Linked DNA regions of Gossypium arboreum: region 2 is linked to region 1. The links are chromatin contacts, called in public Hi-C maps. All regions are on one chromosome and are shown on one strand. Each heading gives the region's core, a stretch centred on a gene start, on an enhancer-like site or on the middle of the called end of the contact. The rest is flanking DNA. Distances are from core to core; before and after follow the strand shown.

Region 1 (3,859 bases), core at 1,065-3,564:
CAAAATAGCTTTCCTCTAAGTAAAGATTGCATTGTAACATGAAGGGCTTCAATTCTTCAAATTTCTTATGATGATCTTCCACTAAACTTTTTTGGATTATATTATTGAATTCTCAACAATATAAAAGTTCTATCACAAAACCTATGACATAAATCAACTACATGGCCCTATGCTTTTGTAAAATGTACCCATCGTACCAAATCTTAGCTTGCTTTGTTATATACATAAAGGCAATGCCTACTTTTTAGTTCTCTGCTACTCCAAGTAGAAATATTTGCAGCATTTCTTCAACCATCCCCTAAGATTGTTTCCATCAAAGGTTTGCAGTTCAATCTTTAGTCTAGCTGCAAACACGTCAAGATTGTGGTGGTTTTGGTTGTATTCATTCGATTGAGGTTCAATAGAAATGAATGGATTCTGGCTTTCAGTAGTGGTTTTGTCATTAAAGTGGGGTTATATAGTAGGTTGGTTAAGGTATGGTTTGGAAGATAATATTCCTAGTTCATCTAATTAGTAGAAGTATCTTTCATGTTCATCAATTGCAATTATTTAGACGCGTTTCTTACCATAAGCTTTTGACTAGGTTTTGTTTTACAAATACTAGTGATGGTGATTCATCTTTTTTTTTTAACAAAATCTCTAGAATCTTGTTGATATATCTAAGTTTCCACATGTCTTGCATCTAGACCTGTCCATGCGCCGGGCCATTTGATACGGTCTAAAAGCCCACCCAAAATATGGGAAGGTTTGGGTAAAACTATAGGCCCAAGAAATACGCTTGGGTTTAGGAATAAGGTCCATTTTAAAAATGAATCGGGCTTCATGTAAAGATTTTTCATCCTGAGCCCGGGCCGACCCATGTTTATTAACCCCAATTTTTTACCCTTGTTCCCCACTACCTAGTAGGCCTAGTCTTGATATTTCCCTTTCCCTTTTCCTTTCCAACCCCTATTTCCCCTTAATACCTATTCTCTAATTTTTTTTCCTTACTTATTGTTTCTTTGTCCTGGCTTCCACTGCTGCCTCTCTTCATTTTGCTGCTTTTCACTTATTTTAATTTCTTTATTTTTGCAGAAAATATTGAACGCGAGGATCTTTGATCTTTCACCTATTGTTCCCTTTCATTTCCTTTTCACGATCCTTCCTTTCCCTTTGGATCTACGTTTCCTTAGTTGAACCCAATTTTGTTCTCTTTTTACTACTTTCAAAAGTTTGGGTTTTTTTGGTTGCTTTGCTTTTTATTCATTTTGATTCCATTTGAATTCAATTTGATCGAAGAAAAAATCATTTGGATTCTCTCTTACAATACTCTAAACTTATTAAATTTCGATTGAATCGAAAAAAAGGGACAAAAAAGAAGAAACAAAGGTTTATTAGAATGGATCAATGAAATTAGGGTAAAAAACGAGCCAGGCCGAACTCGGGTTTAGCATATATGATATGGGTCGAGATTGGACAAAAATAGTAGCCCATTTTTTAGGTCAGGCCAGACCCAAACCTACCAATTGAGCTTAAAATTTCGATTGAGCCTAGCCCATGGACACCTCTACTCAGCATCCAAGGATATATTTTTCTCCTCCTACAAGATTAGAACCTTATTTTCATTTGGAAAACTGTACAACTTGCCTTGATGCATCTGCTCCTCGAGGGAGCTCAATTTGGCCCTGTTTGTCATGGATAGTTATTTCTTAGGCTACCCAACTTTGAAGAATGGATCTTTAGTGACTTAATACCAATCTATCACAACCTCGGAGTGACCCAAGATATCAAGCAACTCAATAAAGAAGAAGACTAGATGAAGAGAGGAGAATTTGAGAATTAAGTTGAAGAAGGAGAAAATTGATATTCATTTCAAATAAACTTGTGAAGTTGTTACAATGACAAATATATAGTACATATTTGCTAGTAACAAACTTGTACTACGGAGTATTATTTATCAACAATTGTCCTACCTTAGATTCCTTAAGTGTTCCTCCTCACAAGACCATTTCATCTTGATGTCTCAGTCTTGGTCCCTTGTTTTTGTCTCTAGCCCAACGACTCTATTTGTCTTAGATCGGCCCACTTTCTCCCTCTCTTCATTCGACCCTCTTCCATAGCCTGTCCATCTCTTCTGACCCTCTTCTAATCTGTCATTTTCCCCAATTTCCCCTAAAGCATATGTAAATTATGTAATAATACCGTCAGTATTAGGTTCTTTTCGCATTTATCTTTTTTTTATTATTTAATTTAGTTTCAAGAGTGACAGCCTAATTACGGGCTTAAATTATGCATCTTAGAGGAAAGATACACGAATCTAGGTTGTGAGCTTTGCTCATGTTATAGTGATGTGGCTGCCACTTCAAGCTTTATCTAGGCAAATAATGAATCATCTTAAGCTTTGTTAAGTGATAAAAGTCAAATGCAAGGTTCAAAGCGAATTTGCTATAATTCTAAACATTTTCTTATTACACATTACTGTGATCCTTGTTTGTGTTTCTTTTCTTTTGTCAAGCATAAGCATGAAACTTAAATTCCCTAGTTAAGCAAACACCAGTTTTAATAATATCAAATGAACAAAACCAAGACAATAAAATTGTGCTGAGAATGAACAAATTCATATGCTTAAATTTATTGAGACTTTTCAACAAACATTACATATGCATGGTATTCTGTACAATATAACTCTATCACTGGTTCTAGCCTCCAGCAATACTCGCACGCAAGCTTAATAGATAATAGCAGCAAAAGATATTAAACAATTAAATCAGTTGAAGTCAAAAGCTAAAGCAGTGCTCCTTGGTGGCCGAAGAATTGTCAGTCAAAAGCTTAAGCACTGGCTACTCTTGTCATTAATAAATTCGTACCTTTCAAAAGAAAATAAAAATTCGATTCGATGGTTAAGGATTAGATTGAATGGTGTTTTTTTCTAGGATGACTGACAAAACCTATTCCTTCATCTCAATTGTGTAATTGATGAAAGAAATCAGGATTTAAGAGATTACAGAAGAATGTAATTTCAGAAGGTCAAAGGCGTACACCAAAAAGTAGCAACTTCAAAAAAGCGTGCATTGATTAAATATCTTTACATCGTCAGCTTTCTCTGAGATAGAAAAAACTGCTAGCAGAAGAGCATATCTAGATAAACTTTATGCTAATACTTATACAATGATACAACGATTATGTAAAGATATGCTCAACTATATCTAGATATGCTCTTGTTTAAGAGCCTATTTGTGAAATTCCTAGTGCTGATGCATTTATACAATGATTGAAATATACAATACAGTAACAAAATCAAAGAATGAAATGAATGAATCTAAGGTGTAGGTAATATAAAGAGTTGTAGACTCTCACCCTAACCTTCAAAGTCTCAAGCATAGATTAGAATTCCTTGATGCTCTGCCAGCAAACTATCCTGCATCGAAAAGCAAACCATTTTATTTAAAGAAATATAAGCATATATTTAAGTTCAAGTTTAATCAATATATATCTTCCAAATATTGGACACCATATAGACAAGTAAATTGCCAATGCTAACTGCTGAAGTTATCCTCGACCCAAAACTTATTGGGTTTCTATAAAACGATGAAATTGCCACATCGATAGACTTGCTTCACTTATTGGGTTTTCTAGTTTTAAATTGCTATTTTATTTTATTTTTAAATTAATTATTTGAATTTCTATTTTAAATTTAATCATCTACCTTTACATCCATAAATAAAGGTTTTATTAATAAATCAAGGGTGCTATTTCAAAAGCCTTCCGTTACTCTAATTATTAGAGCTTTCGTCTAATGACATAGTTCTTGATCTTGGCCTATACACGTTTCTTATCTCTTTTCTCAAACAAGCATATCCTTATCACAGGCCGCAGTTCA
Region 2 (4,118 bases), core at 1,031-3,530, 320 kb before region 1:
TAAATTACCTCTATAAGAAGTATACTCAAATTCATTTTACTTTCACTTTTCCAATCTTTCCTTACATCCATTCTTGCCTTTCATCCATCTACTTTTCCACCCAACCAAATAAAATACTAACCTTCACTCATATTTAACATTTTAACTCTTGAAGAAATAATTGGTCATTGAGAAGCTCAAAGTCCCAAAAAAGATAAAATTGGTGGTGTTGAAGCAAAAGCACACTTGATATGCTTGGAGATTAAGTCCACCCCAAATGACCTAGTAAGGTCAAATTTTATGATGCCCGGCAAAGAATAAACAAAACATGTAGCACAAACAATGATCAAACGAACAATTGATTAATTAAAACACTATTTGTCTGAGATATTTAGGCCAACTCAAAACAAAATGTCACATCCACTGGTGCAAAGGATGCGTATAAACCAAGGAATTAAACACTCTGCCTGACAACATATATGAAACATTCAACGCTTCTTAGAGACACCTACAGTCTTTCCTCTGCGACCAGTGGTCTTGGTGTGCTGACCACGTACACGAAGACCCCAATAATGCCTCAGCCCACGGTGGTTCCTGCATTACATTATTTCACGTGTTAGCTGTCACACCACATCCCAACAGCCAGATGGACAATCGACCAAGATGCAAACTACTTACATAGAATCCGTTGAATCTGTTTAACCACAGAAAATGGCACATAAAAAGAGAATGCAGCAAATCGTGAATTAAACATGTATGATTTTAGATTTTTCACTTTTGACCCAAACCACATCAATGGTTATTCAATTCCTCTCATCTTAATCAACTAAAAACGTCAAACAAGATAACCACAATAATACACCTACCATTTTGATAATAACTTGCCAGCCAAACAAATTTAAAAGATTTTTAGGAGACAACTCGAATCGAGAAATGATACATGTAGATTCTTAAGCATAAAAAAGGATAATAAATAATAAAAAATTAAAAGCTACAGAAATGAGCCCCAAATAAGTTGCCCAAATCATTTAGTCAAACGTTTGAAAGAACTTCACTGAGAATGTGAAAGCAGTTGCTTATAGTAAATTGATATACGATGAGGAACCATGAACTCAAATTAAACAGAAATACTAAAGCATAGATACAGTTGGCCTGATCGTATCATTTTAAGCATCAAACATTTGGAACATACAGCAAAAATGGGAAAAGATAAACTCAAAGCACAGATTAGCAAGAACGAAGTACTAACCTGATCTTCTTCAATCGCTCCAAGTCATCTCTCAACTTCATGTCGAGAGCATTAGACACAACTTGGGAATACTTCCCATCCTTGTAATCCTTCTGCCTATTCAAAAACCAGTCAGGTATCTTAAACTGCCTGGGGTTTGCAACAATGGTCATGAGATTGTCCAGCTCCTGTGCAGTCAATTCACCAGCCCTAATAAAAAAAAATCAGCAAAGTTGCACAAAAGCTCAAAAAAAAAAAAACTGAATAACATGACTCCTCATGCCACAAGCCTATACATAATTGAAGCCTAGAACATAGTCGAAAGTTTTAGATAGAAAAAAATAAGAAATCATAATCTTCTTCCACATATGAATCAATTCATATCAATGACAAAAGTAACCGTTTCAACCTGAAATACCCAAAAAACAAAATCATCTACTATATGTTTTTTTTCTAAGCTTTGAGCTATACGACATCTTATCGGTTCCCACTTAAGCCCAAAATTGATATAAAATAGGCAAGCTCCTTGCATCTAAATTTTCATAATAAAAGATACCTCTTGTTCATGTCGACATCAGCCTTCTTGCAAACAATGTTAGCGAAACGCCTTCCAATACCCTTGATGGAGGTCAAAGCAAACATAATCTTCTGCTTTCCATCAACGTTGGTGTTCAGCACACGCAAAATGTGCTGAAAGTCTTCGTTCGCCACCAGAGACTGTACATACACACACAAAAAAGAAGAAGAAAGAGTTAAAAGCAATAATGTTAGAAACAAAACATCAACCCTAATTCAAACCAAGAAAAAACCATCCCCGAAAAGGGAGAAAAAAGGAAAAGGAAATTTAGATTAAAAAAAAAAAACAGTGAATCAGATCAAGAAAAATATGGAATTGTAATTAGAAAGATGGAATCACAATTACCATTTTGATTTGGTGAGGGAGGACGAGAGAGCACGGGAAGTGATGAGCTGAAGCGAATAAACAGAGGAGGCCAAGTTAGGGTTTTAAAGGATTCCTCTAACAAACGTATTTATAGTGGTTCATAGCAACTCCTAGGGTTTTTTAGTTGGATTTTGGGCTGAAGAGAAAATTAGTGCACTGTTGTCATAAGGCCCAATTTTTCCGGTCCTTTAAAACTCACCATTACACCGATTTCACCCAATACTATTATAATTCGATTCCCCTGTACTATCATAATAGTTGTTGAAAATTTTTAATCAATTAAAAATAAATATTAATTTTAACTAGTTAATTTTCTTTTTTATTTTAAATTCAAATAAACTTGGCTTTATTAAAACATAAACTAGAATACATTTCTTTCTTTTTTTTTAAATTCAAATAGACTTGGCTTTATTAAAACATAAACTAGAATACATATCACTAAGCTCAACATGTCACCCTGGAATTTAAAAAAGGAAACTAGAATCAAAAAAATAAAAAAAACAAATAAACCAAAGTTTTTAAAATAATAAATAAAAGATAAAGCTTTAGCCCAATCACATTTAATACTTGAAATCGTGCCAACCTTTCATTTCTTTCTTTTCAATCTCGATGATTTCAGTTACCAAGGAAGCGTTTCTCCATCTTCATGTTTCAAAACAATCATTCCCCTCTCCAAACCTTACCCACAAGAGGCTCCAAATTAGTCTGGTTCCAGATTTGGTTTAGTTACAGGAATGGTTTAAAATTGACCAAGCTTCAACTGAAATAGGACATTCTCGGAGGACGTGGTCTAGATTCTCATTTGCCCCCTCACATCTCAGGCAAGCCATATTCGCTACTAGTTGTTTATGATTCAAATTAACTAGTGTAGGAATAAAATTTCTAGATATTCTCCAAATTGTAATTTTTAGCTTTGTTGGAAGCTGTAGGTTCCATAGCTGTCTGTAAAAGTCTCTAGAGGTGGTATGTAAATCATTAAAATTAGGGCTTAGAGTACTTGGTTGTAATAGTTTATAAGTGTTCTGAATAGAAAAGTCACCGAAAGGTTCACCATACCAGACCACCAAGTCATCATGGCATTCCTTCGCTAGTGGAATCCTCAATATCCTAGCTGTATCAACATCCGAGAAGGTATTAATAACCAATTCTTTATTCCATTCTCTGTTATTTTTGTTTATCAGCTCCAAAACCATTGAAATGCTATTATTATTCATACTCACATTCAGTCTCTAATTAATTGAACTTGGTATCCATGCATGCTTAGCAATTGAGATGTTTTCACCCGATCCAACTCTCCAACATAAGCCCTCTTGTAATAAACCCCTCGTAGCCCAAATACTTTTCCAAGTATAAGAGGGTAAATTCCCCGTGCATTTAAGAAATCGGAACTTGGATAATATTTTTCCTTTAAAACCTGGGTTAATAACGAATCAGGATTATTTAGAAGTATCCATCCTTGTTTGGCCAATCTCTAAACTATGAAACCCTAAACCTCCTTCCCCTTTCAAAGCGCAATCCCCTTTCTCCCACGCCCCTTTTGCCACCAAAATCGTGCCATAATACTTTCCATTTCATCGTACAAATTTTTTGGCAGCAAAAAAAAAAAAAGCCATCAAGTATGTTGGAATGGCTTGGAGCATTGACTTAATAAAAATTTTCTTTACCCCTTTGCAATAGAAACCTAATGCACCAACCATCAATCTTTTTTTTAATTTCGTCCTTCAATAGTTGGAACGATGCCTTTTTCTTTCTACCCACCATGTTGGGCCACAAACTAATGGAAAAGAACTTTCTTTGAAGCAAGCTATAACATTAAGTCTCCAAACAAGATAAGAAAATATGATGGAGCAACTCAATCAATTAACTCAAGCATTTGAAAGAATGATAGAGCAAACACCACCTCTAGTACGAGTTCAACAAATAACAAGAAGGGTGAAATTTAATGAAAACCAATTCATCAAGAAGGTG

Evidence for each region. A called contact is a pair of places that touch in the nucleus more often than the background predicts.
Region 2: a Hi-C map of leaf shows a contact between it and region 1, with 4 times the contacts expected there. The contact joins the promoter of LOC108483983 here to the enhancer-like site in region 1. A contact is called at or near these places in 2 of 5 Hi-C or Micro-C datasets (both in leaf).

Annotation. Positions count from the first base shown.
Region 1 is chr6:81,382,141-81,385,999 of ASM2569848v2, reverse strand. LOC108486239 (type IV inositol polyphosphate 5-phosphatase 3-like) reads right to left here. Exons shown (of 13, transcript XR_008284238.1): 12 at 3,343-3,392; 13 at 1,811-2,151. Among protein-coding and RNA genes, the nearest start is that of LOC108486239, 18 kb to the right of the region's middle. Within about 2 kb of position 2,314, at least 2 of the 2 cell types and tissues checked have an H3K27ac peak or open chromatin away from gene starts, as enhancers often do. A contact at or near this core is called in leaf, where this site is marked.
Region 2 is chr6:81,704,519-81,708,636 of ASM2569848v2, reverse strand. It overlaps LOC108483983 (40S ribosomal protein S18), which reads right to left and starts at 2,280. Exons shown (of 4, transcript XM_017787564.2): 1 at 2,130-2,280; 2 at 1,764-1,924; 3 at 1,229-1,417; 4 at 323-573. The coding sequence starts at 2,132. The coding sequence ends at 468.